Regions from separate parts of the Cyprinus carpio genome. Here region 2 is linked to region 1. Evidence: chromatin contacts called from public Hi-C data. All regions are on one chromosome and are shown on one strand. Each heading gives the region's core, a stretch centred on a gene start, on an enhancer-like site or on the middle of the called end of the contact. The rest is flanking DNA. Distances are from core to core; before and after follow the strand shown. Region 1 holds the start of wwox (WW domain-containing oxidoreductase). Region 2 holds the start of LOC109050796 (transcription factor Maf-like).

Region 1 (6,282 bases), core at 855-3,354:
AGGCGTGTTGTGTGAGGTGTGTGTCTGTGCCGGACTCACCGATGCCAGAGTTTGCTCCGGTGATCAGCACCACTCTGTCAGACAGATCACGAGCATGCAGGATCTCCAGAGCCGTGCTGTTCCCGTCATAGCGTTTGGGTTTCACCTGCAGGTCCTCGACAGTGAAGGCCTGCCGAGGGTCAAAATATGTTCTGCGCTTGTTGATGTGGCTGATGAGAAGAAAGAAGAGAATGGAGAAACATTACCATATATATATACATATATATATATATATATATATATATATATATATATGTGTTTGTGTGTGTGTGTGTGTGTGTGTGTATGTATATATATATATATATATATATATAAACTGTAAAAAATCTTTTTTTATATTTTTACAATAACAATATAATCAATATTCTGTTTATTAAAGCCAAGTATGAATTTCATCAAGTTCGTGTTTTTAAGCATTTTACATTTACTCCAAAATAAAAATAAATGTAACCAAGCTGATTACTCAGTACAAACTCTCACAGATGATTTTTTTATGCACTTATAAATGAGCAGGGCTTACTGACCTGAAAGTCTCTAACTGCTGAGGTGTGATGGATATAAATAAAGTTTTCTATTTTAACTTATTATTATTATTAAATAGTTGTAGTGCAGACTACTGAATTTGCACATTTATTATTAATGATGATGTCAATTCTGTCCATATTTAATTAATATATTATTTTTTTCGATCTATATATTAATGATTTAATCTTGCTCATTATTTATGATCTGATCCTTATTATTATCATTAATAACATTTACATTATAAATATTATTATTAAATTGACTTATTTCCTGTCACAATAATACATACTGTATAATATATTATAATATAGCATAATTGATATAATATGATACAATATAATATAATAATATAATACAACTAAAACTTCTAAAAACTAAGTTTTCATTTTATTTGTTTGTTCATTTTAAATAATTTTGCTCATTATTTACGATCCCATCGTTTTTCTGACAAAATACTACATACTGTTTAATATACTGTATTACTATATTGTAATATAATATAATATACAACTAATAATAAAACTTCTAAAAACTAAGTTTTGTAAAATGTATTTTATTTGTTTGTTAATTCATTTAGCACTTTTTTTATCATTGGAATATCGCTGCTTTTATCTTCTTGTGTAAGAAGAAGAGAAGTAATGCAAATATTTAATATGTATATCTGCTAATGTTTTATTTTATCAAATGTATTAAGATTAAATTAGGATTAATTAGCCTTAAAAGATAGTAGACATATACTAAAAGATCAAATTATGACTTGAGGGAAACTCTAATATGCTATAATTGATTACAGCAGAATATACTTCCTGCAAACACATCCCATAAAGTGAAATTATGATGAGAAAATCATATCCACTGAACTCACTCGACATAGAAGATTTGGCCTTTCTCATTGGTCTCCTGCTCCCATCCATATGGCAGAGCTAAAACAATACATAAAACAATTAAATAATCAGATACATTACTGTTCATCGCTGCATATCAAAACAGGTCAGTCTCTTCACAAAGCTGGTTCTTACTCATACTGAGTTTAACAGAAGTGTGACAGAAAAATGAATCTCACAGTGAAGGTACTGTCATTATTAATAACTCACTGTACCTCCAGCACAGCGCTTCTTCTTCCCAGTTTTGGGATGCTCCCACTGAGTCTTCATTTCCTCGTGACTGAAATGAATTATACACTCGATGTGTCAGTCATTCTATAAATCACATCGCTACACACTCCTCGTGCTTGCATTAATAGCACAAATGAAAAGTGTAAATGCACCTGTTTATTTCAGGTGTGTGTGTGTTGTGTGTCAAACACTCACTTGGCATAATAAACCCATCCATCTGTAGTGGACCTCTCCTCCCAGCCGGGAGGAAGCTCGTCTTCACTGTCTGTGTCATCCATTCCGGAGTATTTAAGAGCTGCCATCGCTCAGATAAAACAACTCACTCAACTCCTCAGTCAAATTTATCTTACAGCACATTCACGTTGCGACGATCCTGCCGGACCACTTCCGCAATCATGACGTGACGTCACGCAGCGTCGGAACGAGAACAGCGAGTGGGGTTCTCAAATGGGCGGGCCTTAGCGGCCTGAACGCATCTGATTGGCCAGCTGCGATAGGTCCGAGTTAAAACTTTCCTATTTTACCTTTTGTGACGTGTATTAAAGTGTTTTGTGTTCTGTGTCAGCAGCTTATATTTCACGTATTTGTATTATTTAACCCTGAAAAAGAAAATTAAGCAAATATATTGCCTTTTTCTGTATTTTTTTCCGTACCTTATACACCTTTTGTTAAAAAAAAATAATAAAATTAAAGACATACATTAAAGATTATATTCTCCTCTCCTAAAATCTCAAATCTTCTTAACATTTGTGGCCGCCTTTTATACATGTCTTTCCACAGATTTTTTATTTTTTTGTGTGCCAATGGTCACGTGGCACCTGTTACTTTTATCAGCGATGATCAGGATTGACCAACCACAAAACGTCTTTTGCGATTACAGGCTAAGGTGTCTTCTTAATTGTTTTATAGAAATTGATTTGTGTATGACAAATAAATCGTTGTAATTAGTCAGTTTAAACAAAACGACAGCTTGCAAATGTTTGTAAGACAAAAGCGGTAATGATATTAATCTGAAACGGTTTCAGTTTTTTTGGAGGAACGATAACGTCATTTGGCGCCCAACAGCGATTCAAACAAACACGCCTTCGACGTGCTCCTAACGGTCAGTTAAAACTTATTTACATTAATTAAGAGAAAGATAAATATTAAACTCGGAAACAACACATAGCATTTAACTCATTTGAGATATTTTTGCCCTAAAATGGCCATAGCAAACTTCATGGACCATCATATGCTGCTTAATTTCCTTTGAGTAACTAATTTCTCCTTCATAACAGCTTTTCAAGCGCTTGCTGGCGGTAAACAGGTAAATATTACTTACACAGTCATACCATCCTCACATTTACATGCACAGAAAACAACCAGCACAAAAATAATAGCACTGTCAGTGTAATTTTATTGCAGCGATCAAAAGCCTCCATTTCACCACCAAAGCCTTCATGACGTCCATGTGTGGATATAATCTGGGGTCAGTATCTACAGAATATATCATAAATAACAATAACTAGCAAACAGTGACTAGCTTTGCAGTCTCTGAGCTCTAAATCCAAACTTGTATTAGCCAAATGGACTTACGCGAACATAAAACCAACTTAAAACCAATTAATCTAAGGCCTCAGTTCAATCTGCCCTTAATCTTCACCAGTAATGACAATTAAAATTAGATTACTAATTATAACACGGGACATTTTCACTCTCCTTCCTCCTTGACGGCAGCACTGTAAGTGCGATCATTTATCTTTGGGAATCCATGTGTCATGAGTTCAGTATTCTTTTCAGATGGCATGTAGAAAAATAATTTTACAATAACAAAACAACAACAAAAACAAAAAAAGTTCACAGTGATCTTTTTCTTCATGCGTCCAGCACTTGGGTGTCATATCATACTTTATATTTCTCTTTCGCTCGGTCACTTAAAATACAGATATGCTGAAAGATACAAAGAAAACAGGAAGGTGTAAATACATCATTCAGATCAGACAAACAAATGACATACAAAACTGACCCGTTCATGCACTGCACACAGTTAAATCAGAGGGTAATAGAGTGGTGGGACTATGATGTCACTTTGTAGGCAAAAACCCGGAAGCGAGTTAACATTTTAGCACTTCCGGTTCCATCCCAGAGTCAATGGGTTTTTTGAATGGGATTTTGGTTAGATCCCTAAAATAAGGTCCGTGGTTCACACAGGCTCAAGATACTTTCACGCTTTATTCTACGAAATAAAACACACCAGTTACACTCCACACGTGATTTTTTTAAACTGTTACGTTTCTTAAAAAAGACGGTTGCTAACGAGTTGCTAAATGGGAAAAACGTGGTACTTTATTCACTAAAATAAGTTTAATCTTACCATATCCAAAAACTCGCTCACTCTGCTGTTATTTAATAGATTAAATGCACTAGAATTTTATTGAATAGTTCATGGAGACACGTTTTTAATTAAAATATTCATATAGGATTTGGTGAGTTTTAATGCACCTTATTTCAAAACGTACAGAAATACGTGCTTTCACATGTCCTTTAGTTATGATTATTTAATTTATTCACTATACTATTTATTAATGTCTCATTTCAGTTTTAGTTTGCCTCTAGTTTTGCATTTATTCCAGTTTATATGAAAAGGTTCATGTGGCGTGGATTAAAATTCATATACAGAGTAAATCCTTTTCACTGAAGACGTTAAAAATAAGTTTGATAAAGTTGTGGGAAGTGTCGTTTATAGCCTAAGTTTAGCTTTTAAGTTCTGGCGCTTTTATTTAGGCTTCGAAATTCATCAAAGTCATGTTATCTTGTGAAGATTATCTTGATGGACAAAACGTGTAAGTTTCATGAACTGTGGTTGAACACAGAGCTTATTTTTTGCAATAATCCAAAAGCCTGTGGAAAAATCCTATATGCTTTTTGTTCGAGGGAACCAGTGTGATGCTAACAGCCGATCCGCATACAGAGTGATGGCGTAGCTCCCCCACTCTACAGGACAAACACTTACACTCAGATCCCTGAAATATTCATTGTAGTCTAAAGCATATCCAACTAGGAACTTGTCAGGGACTTCAAATCCAATATCTAAAAAAAGAAAAAAGAATACAAGACATTTAAACATACATGGAAAGAGAAAAAAATGTGATTATAGTTTTGCAGAAAGAAAAAGTTTTTATGCATTTATATATATATATATATATATATATATATATATATATATATATATATATATATATATATATATATATATATATATATATATATATATATATATATATATATAACATTAACTATACTCAACTGAGATATAATCTCTAATAAGTTTTCTGCTAGCATGAACTAATTCAGTTGAATCTCATGCAAGAAATGTAATTTTACCCCAAAATTTGCATGGAATGTATACAGCAAAATTATTAGAACACTAGTATTTTCAGCAGATAAAAAATGGTTTTACTGTAAGTACAAATAAATATAAATCATGAATAAGTATCTATTTATTCATGATAATTAATCACAAAAAACAAACAATAAATATTATAATACATTATTTAATGTTATAATTATGTTGTATTTTCATGACAAATATGCACATTCCAAAAAAAAAAATAATTTTTTATATAAAATTACCTAATTAATCAGCTAATTGAAAATATCAGGGAACATCTCCAATCAGTTTTCCACATGAACTAATCCAAAGAAATATCAGTCCTATTTTACCCAAAAATGTGAGAGGGAAAAATTTATAGTTATATTTTACATAAAGAATATTTTCATGATAATTAAGCACATTATTATATATATAAAATTATTATTCATTTATATTTTTTTTTATTTTTTACAAACTAATTACATAATAAATTATTTAATAACATTATTTTAAAAAAAAATCTAACTGGAAAAAGTAATTATGTAACAATATAATTGTGATGTGATGTTTCATCATGTTCAAAGACAGATTCATCTCATTGTTACATTTATAATAATGAATTTAATTTATATTTTGCCATACTAAAAATTAGTATATTATTTTTAGTATAGCCAAATATAAATTAAATTCATTTTGAAAAATGTTACAATGAGGTGAATCTGCCTTTGAACATGACTGGTTGCATTATTATGTGCAAGCGAACAGCGCTCGTGGTCCACTATAGAGTGCATCACTGCTGAAGAGCTTGATGATTCTCCATCGTCTTGATGAAGAGCAGAGAATCTCTGCTTCAGAGTCAAAGTCAGGAGCGAAAGAGTCACATTCGTGCTTGGAGGATAAATGGATGGATGCATGGATATAAAGAGCTTATCCGCTCTCTGTCTAAAAGCATTGCATAACTACTCTGAACACAGACAACTGAGCATGTGTCTGAATAATTTGTCCAACTACATTAATGCAAGGCGTTTGATTTCTCTTCGTGATACGGATTAGGCACAAAATGTTCATAATATCCAAAAAATCCAATGAAACACAAAGGAACTCACAGTCTGGACGGTATCCTGAGCTCCTGGGCGTCCTTTTCACAAGTAAACTGAAATTACAGGACACTGAATTACAAATGAGATATATTATAATTAAAAAACTAAACAACTGAACAACTGGTTTATATTAAATTCTAACAAAAGGCTA
Region 2 (6,200 bases), core at 2,418-4,917, 300 kb before region 1:
GTGGGCTGTAATTGAAAATAAGCAATACACAGAAACACCCTGGCAGCACCCTTATCATAATAGTAGTGTTTTCTCTTCACATTCAAACACCCCTGGTATTTCTTTAGAAAAGGTAAAAAATTTAGAGTTGACATTATTATCACTTTTATTGATCAGCCAAAATCCCACTGCAATACAGACCATTTTTGAGTGGACTAATATTGATTGCTGTTTAAATATGAATTAGCTTCTAAAAGGCTTGCGATAAAGCCGTTTTCACATCCACAGTTCAGACAGAATATAATCATCTCGTGTCTTTTTGTGTAAGTCTGACCAAGGACATCACCGCTTCGATAAATATGAGAGGAAAACGTAAAGATGCGCAGGTTTTGAAGGCCCAGTGACGTCCGTGGGGTTACTCTCACTCACCGCCGAGGCCATTGCTCAAAACAATGGGAGAACTCAGTAATGGTTACAATAATTAAATGTATGTGGATGAACTGTAAATCATACAGCCAGTTATTTTTAAACAATATTCATCAATATTCTCAAGGGGGGGTGAATTCAGAAAGGTCATAAAATCTCTCATTAGCAAAGACCTTGGTAATGTGCTTATATGAACATGAAAAGCCCGGAAATGGGATATGATGAATCTTAGTAGATTAGAGGAAGTCTCTCTCTCTCTGTCATTGATCAGAAGGGTCTCCCGCCCCCACAGCAATCGCTGCTACTCATGAAACACTCTGAAAGGAAGCAAATGCTCTTGAAATGCTAACAAATCAAGTTCATTTTCATTACAATGTCCTCGTCTCCACAATTACAATGGTTATACAATAATACAGGAGGCATAACTGTGACATAACCTGACTCAACACCACCATTACAAGCAGTTCCTGAAGAAGTGCTAACATCTAAATTAACCAGATTTAAGTCAAAAATAATATTTAACATGAATGAATCGACCTAAATACATTAATTAATACCAGCAAAACTCATTCTTATGGGTCGAAACAGTATTATTTTAGTATCACTGATATACTGCTTTTTGTTAATATTTTGAATTAGATTAATTTTTTTTTCTGCTTTCATGTTCATTTCAGTTAAAGTTTTAACAACTTCATTCTTAAATATATATATATATATATATATATATATATATATATCTATATATATATATATATATATATATATATATATATATATATACGATATATATATATATATATATATATATATATATATATATCTATATATATAGATATATATATATATATATATACGATATATATATATATCAATAAAATAAAGTGTTACCCCACTTTTTGCAGTTTATCTGCTTGTATTCTTCCAGTTATTAAAAATAATCTGTCAAAAACATGATAATTTTAGATATGATGCCTTTAACTAATGCTGTGTTAAAAAAGCAATAAATAAATACAATACAAAAAATCATTGCATTTTAATTTTATTATATATTTAGATTAAATCAAATTTATATATATATATATATATATTTTACACAACTGAATGAATAATTTAATAAATCAACTTCTAAAAGGCACAACCTAGTAAATACAGCTCTTACACACACACACACACATGCAACAATATAATATAATATTACACAATTTACATAATGTATTACACAAGTGAATGAATGAATCCTTAAAATCAGGCTCTGACAATACAACCTATAAACACAGTTCTTTCATCAGGTGATGTATTTGAAACGACATACACACTGTGGATTTATAAATCATGACAGCACATAAAATCTCAATCTCATTTGTTTTATTCATGTAAACAGTATGTTGGGTTTCACCCCACAGCATAAGCTGAGTATAAATATTTCACAGCATCAGTGTTAGCTGTAAGACGCCAATTAACAGATGCGTTTTATCTGAAGTGCACTAATCGCAGGGCCGTTATGTTTACATGTTTATGATATATCAATATACCACTTCTGTGATGCTAAAAGTATGTTAAAATGACAATGTTACATCAGGGCAATACTAATTATATTTCCATTGCTGTAAATAAGCTGGAACAAAAATCGTCAAGAATATATATGTTTTTCATATCTGGGACTCTTTATTTCTCTTGATTGTTGAGCAGTTATACAGTCAGAAGGGACATAAATTCAATATTTATTCAGCGCTTCTGAACGGCCTCTGAAGGCTTTTGTTGGGTGATCTAATTAATGAAATAATATGTGGATTTTCTAGGTCTGGGTCCGCGAGAACAGTCACTGAGACTAAGAGAATATTTACTTCCTTTTGGGACTCTGGGCTTGTATTTATTTTTATTTTTACGCTGGCGGCTTTGTAGTTTGCGTGTCTTCCTGGCGTGGCTTTTCCACAGAGAGCTCGACCACATTTCAATATCTCCTGTGAGAATCGTCTTCTTTATTGTCTGCTCTCACGAGCTAACGCTGCTCTCGGAGAGAAATCCTGTTTAAGAAACCCTCCAGCAATGAGAGCTGTTTTGAGCACTTAAAGAGATACACGTGTAGTGCTTGTGCACACAGACTATTTAAAAGCAAGATGCAGAAGTGTAACAAGCAACACTCTACATTATTGTGCTCGTGTTATACTATTACTATTATAATTCATTACTTTAATAAAAACAAGAACAATGTGTAATCACAAGCTGCTCAAATAATTACTAATTAATTATATGTTGTCCATTAGTATTACTCAGAACATACCTAGCCTATATGATTACACTGTGACATGAGCATTAATGGAAAATGTGGCAATATATCAATGAAGGAAAAAATACTAAAGTGATCTAAGTATATGACTAAATATAGTTTTTTTTTTTTTTTATATGTAAAAATATATTAATATGTCATGATAAAACTGCTCTTAAAGTGCCCCCAGCGCCGTTCAAACAATCCAAACATGATCTGACACACAGAGATGAAACACTCCTCTAATGGACAGATGCGGTTCAGCTCAAGCCGAAAGGGGGCGCTGTTGTGGTTTGAAACCGCATGTACGGGCTTCCCGACCACGTTTTGTGGGACAGTGGAGGAAAAAAAAAAATCTAATAAATCAATATATTCACATTAAAACAACACAAAGACGCGTACTCTGTGGAAACCATATGGCCGTTTTAATTGCTTTAGTAGTTACATCTGTCGCTAATATATGCGTCGTGCATTTTTTTCTATCCAATATGCCAAAAAATTACTAATAACCTATTATTAAACATTTTAGTAGGATGCCTCAACCGATACCGTAATTAAAACATTACTTGCGTGACATTTATAGACTTTCATTATGACTATAAATGATTTATTTTAAGAAATGTCAGTAATATAGTCTTTTAAACAAGTATTAATATAACTTAAGTGTAAATTATCTTTTTAAGGTTATTAATAAGCCTATATCATGTATAAATCATTATGATTGCATACTGTTAGAACGCTTGATTTAAAACAATATGCAATGTGGGGAAGATGAAAAGATGCTTTACCTGCTGTAAACAGCGAAAACAAAATCACTGTCCATAAAGAGTTAAAGTCGTCTCTGTCAGTTCTGACAGTTCGGAAAACTTTTGTTTCTTCTCTAGTATGTAAATTGACCGTCGGTTTCAGCGAGCCTATTGGCTACGAGTCCGAGTCAATTTCGTATTTCAAACCTGACGTCAGGGCGGCTATAAAACTCAGCATTGCTTTTATACTCCTATGCTCGGTGATCCTTTAAAAACTCTAGAACAAGCACGGAGTACTTTTTTATTTTTTCCAGCCAAGCATCCAATTGCCAATCACATACATGTTACGGTCTTCATTTCTACGAAACTATTGAAAAAAAGGACTCCACGCAGCCATGCAGTGTTAAATGTTTGCAACTCAAACGCGTCGACACTCGCGCACAAAGAGAGAGGAACTAGAGACGCGCGCGCTCCTGCGTCTGTTGCGCGAAAGGCGATAAGGCGTCAATTTAAAAAAAAATAAATCGGCGCCGGCGAACCCCTTTCTCTGCTTTTGAAGAATTAAATAAAGAAATCAAGCTGGCTCACGCTGTCTCGAACCCGACCACTCTGACAGCTGCTCTTCACCCCCTTTGGAGGACTGTCAACAGCAAAAGGATGGCATCAGAACTGGCAATGAGCAGCTCCGACCTGCCCACCGGTCCCCTGGCCATGGAATATGTTAATGACTTCGATCTGATGAAGTTTGAAGTGAAAAAGGAGCCGGTGGAGCCCGATCGCAGCATCAGCCAGTGCAACCGCCTGATCGCCGGGGGATCCCTGTCTTCCACCCCGATGAGCACGCCTTGCAGCTCGGTTCCCCCTTCCCCAAGCTTCTCGGCGCCCAGTCCGGGCTCCGGGAGCGAGCAGAGGGCACACCTGGAGGATTTCTACTGGATGACCGGCTACCAACAGCAGCTCAACCCAGAGGCCTTTGGGTTCAGCCCCGAGGACGCGGTGGAGGCGCTGATCAACAGCAGTCACCAGCTCCAGAGCTTCGACGGCTATGCTAGAGGGCAGCAGTTTACCAGCGCAGCCGGGCCGGGAGGCGCCATGGCCGGCGAGGAGATGGGATCCGCCGCCGCGGTGGTCTCCGCGGTCATCGCGGCCGCCGCAGCCCAGAACGGCGCGCCGCACCACCACCACCATCACCACCACCACCCGGGCGGGCACCATCCGACGCCCGGCGTGCAGTCCAGCGGCAACCCCGCCAGCCACCAGCACATGCACCTGGACGACCGCTTCTCGGACGAGCAGCTGGTGACCATGTCCGTGCGCGAGCTCAACCGGCAGCTGCGGGGGGTCAGCAAAGAGGAGGTGATCCGGCTCAAACAGAAGAGGAGAACCCTCAAAAACAGAGGCTATGCCCAGTCGTGTCGCTACAAGCGGGTCCAGCAGAGGCACGTCCTGGAGGGCGAGAAGACCCAGCTGCTGCAGCAGGTGGACCACCTCAAGCAGGAGATCTCCAGACTGGTGCGCGAGAGAGACGCGTACAAAGAGAAGTACGAGAAGCTCATCAGCAGCGGCTTCAGAGAAAACGGATCGAGCAGCGACAACAACCCGTCGTCCCCGGAGTTTTTCATGTGAGTTTACCGGCACTTAATAGAGCAGCGGTGTGCGCGCGTTGTTCTCGCGTTGTGTTGGATTGGGCAGTCCTCTCACTTTTTTTTTTATTATTTTTATTTTTGTGTTAGATTTAGATCCGTTTAATCCAGTAATGAAGAAATCGAGTTTTAGAGTTTAGCCCACGTTAACTTTTGCTCTGCGCTTTTTGGACAACAGTAGGACTCTTTCCATCGCCGAGTTCTTTTCATTTTGTCTGTTCTGTTGAAACTGTAATATGGGAACGTGCTTTCATTTGATATTTCCCCATGTTGCCTTGTGTTGCGTAACTTTTAAGCTCACATTTTTCTAAAGTTCCAGTGACACATCACGCTGGTTTCGTGAGGGCACTGTACACTGAAAGCGCGTGAACTCATCCCCTCATAAGGCGAGCGAGACTGACTGTGTGTTTCATTCAAACTCCATCATTCTGTGTTGTTGTGAAGAACTCATTCAGTGATGTATTTATTCGTGTATCGGACGCGATGTGTCGACCCCACATGCTGGTCATGTTTTTCTTTCTTTTACCTGAACGACCTGAACTGAAATGCTCCGACATTACATTCATTTTCTCATTGTCTGGTCCTGTCCACTTTTTTGGGACTCTGAGCAAAAAAGTGACATCTTTTCATCCCCTTCATGAAACATTGCCTCCATGATTTTTGCGACAAACTTTTCTGTACAGCAATTTTAGCGATGAAACATGTTTTTGGCAAAAAGAGTGATTCTGTATGATTATCCTTTTTCTTTCTTTTTTTGTCAAACGAAGAGACATTATTAAACCCCTGAAACAACTGTAACTTATCTCAGTGTGATGCACTTAAGACTGTGAAAGATTTTCGATTTGACAAATATGTCACTCCACATATTGCTTGAACATAAAATATGGTCAAATGAACGATTTCGAACTGTTCAGTGGACTGAAGTGTTTATAAACTATTCTCATTCAAGAGAAGAATATTGCATCAATGAAGAATGAAGAGTCTGTCTTAGTACGCGCATTCAAAACTCTTATTTTAGGATTTGCATCTAAATATAAATCAAATTATTACATGAGAGAATAGTGAAATATTTCGGAGCACGCTGCTGTAAAATATTTACTTGCATCAGGTGGGAAATAAAACCTTTTTCAGAAAACTTAT

What was found. Hi-C and Micro-C count contacts between places; a contact is called where the count stands out from the background.
Region 2: a Hi-C map of liver shows a contact between it and region 1, with 6 times the contacts expected there. The contact joins the promoter of LOC109050796 here to the promoter of wwox in region 1. A contact is called at or near these places in 3 of 8 Hi-C or Micro-C datasets (liver and skeletal muscle).

What each region holds. Positions count from the first base shown.
Region 1 is chrB25:20,349,504-20,355,785 of ASM1834038v1, reverse strand. wwox (WW domain-containing oxidoreductase) reads right to left here and starts at 2,104. Exons shown (of 9, transcript XM_042753325.1): 1 at 1,875-2,104; 2 at 1,664-1,728; 3 at 1,430-1,487; 4 at 40-209. The coding sequence starts at 1,981. hprt1l (hypoxanthine phosphoribosyltransferase 1, like) reads right to left here. Exons shown (of 9, transcript XM_042753322.1): 7 at 6,138-6,184; 8 at 4,672-4,748; 9 at 3,056-3,608. The coding sequence ends at 3,561.
Region 2 is chrB25:20,651,194-20,657,393 of ASM1834038v1, reverse strand. It overlaps LOC109050796 (transcription factor Maf-like), which reads left to right and starts at 3,667. Exons shown (of 3, transcript XM_042753321.1): 1 at 3,667-5,039. The coding sequence starts at 4,075.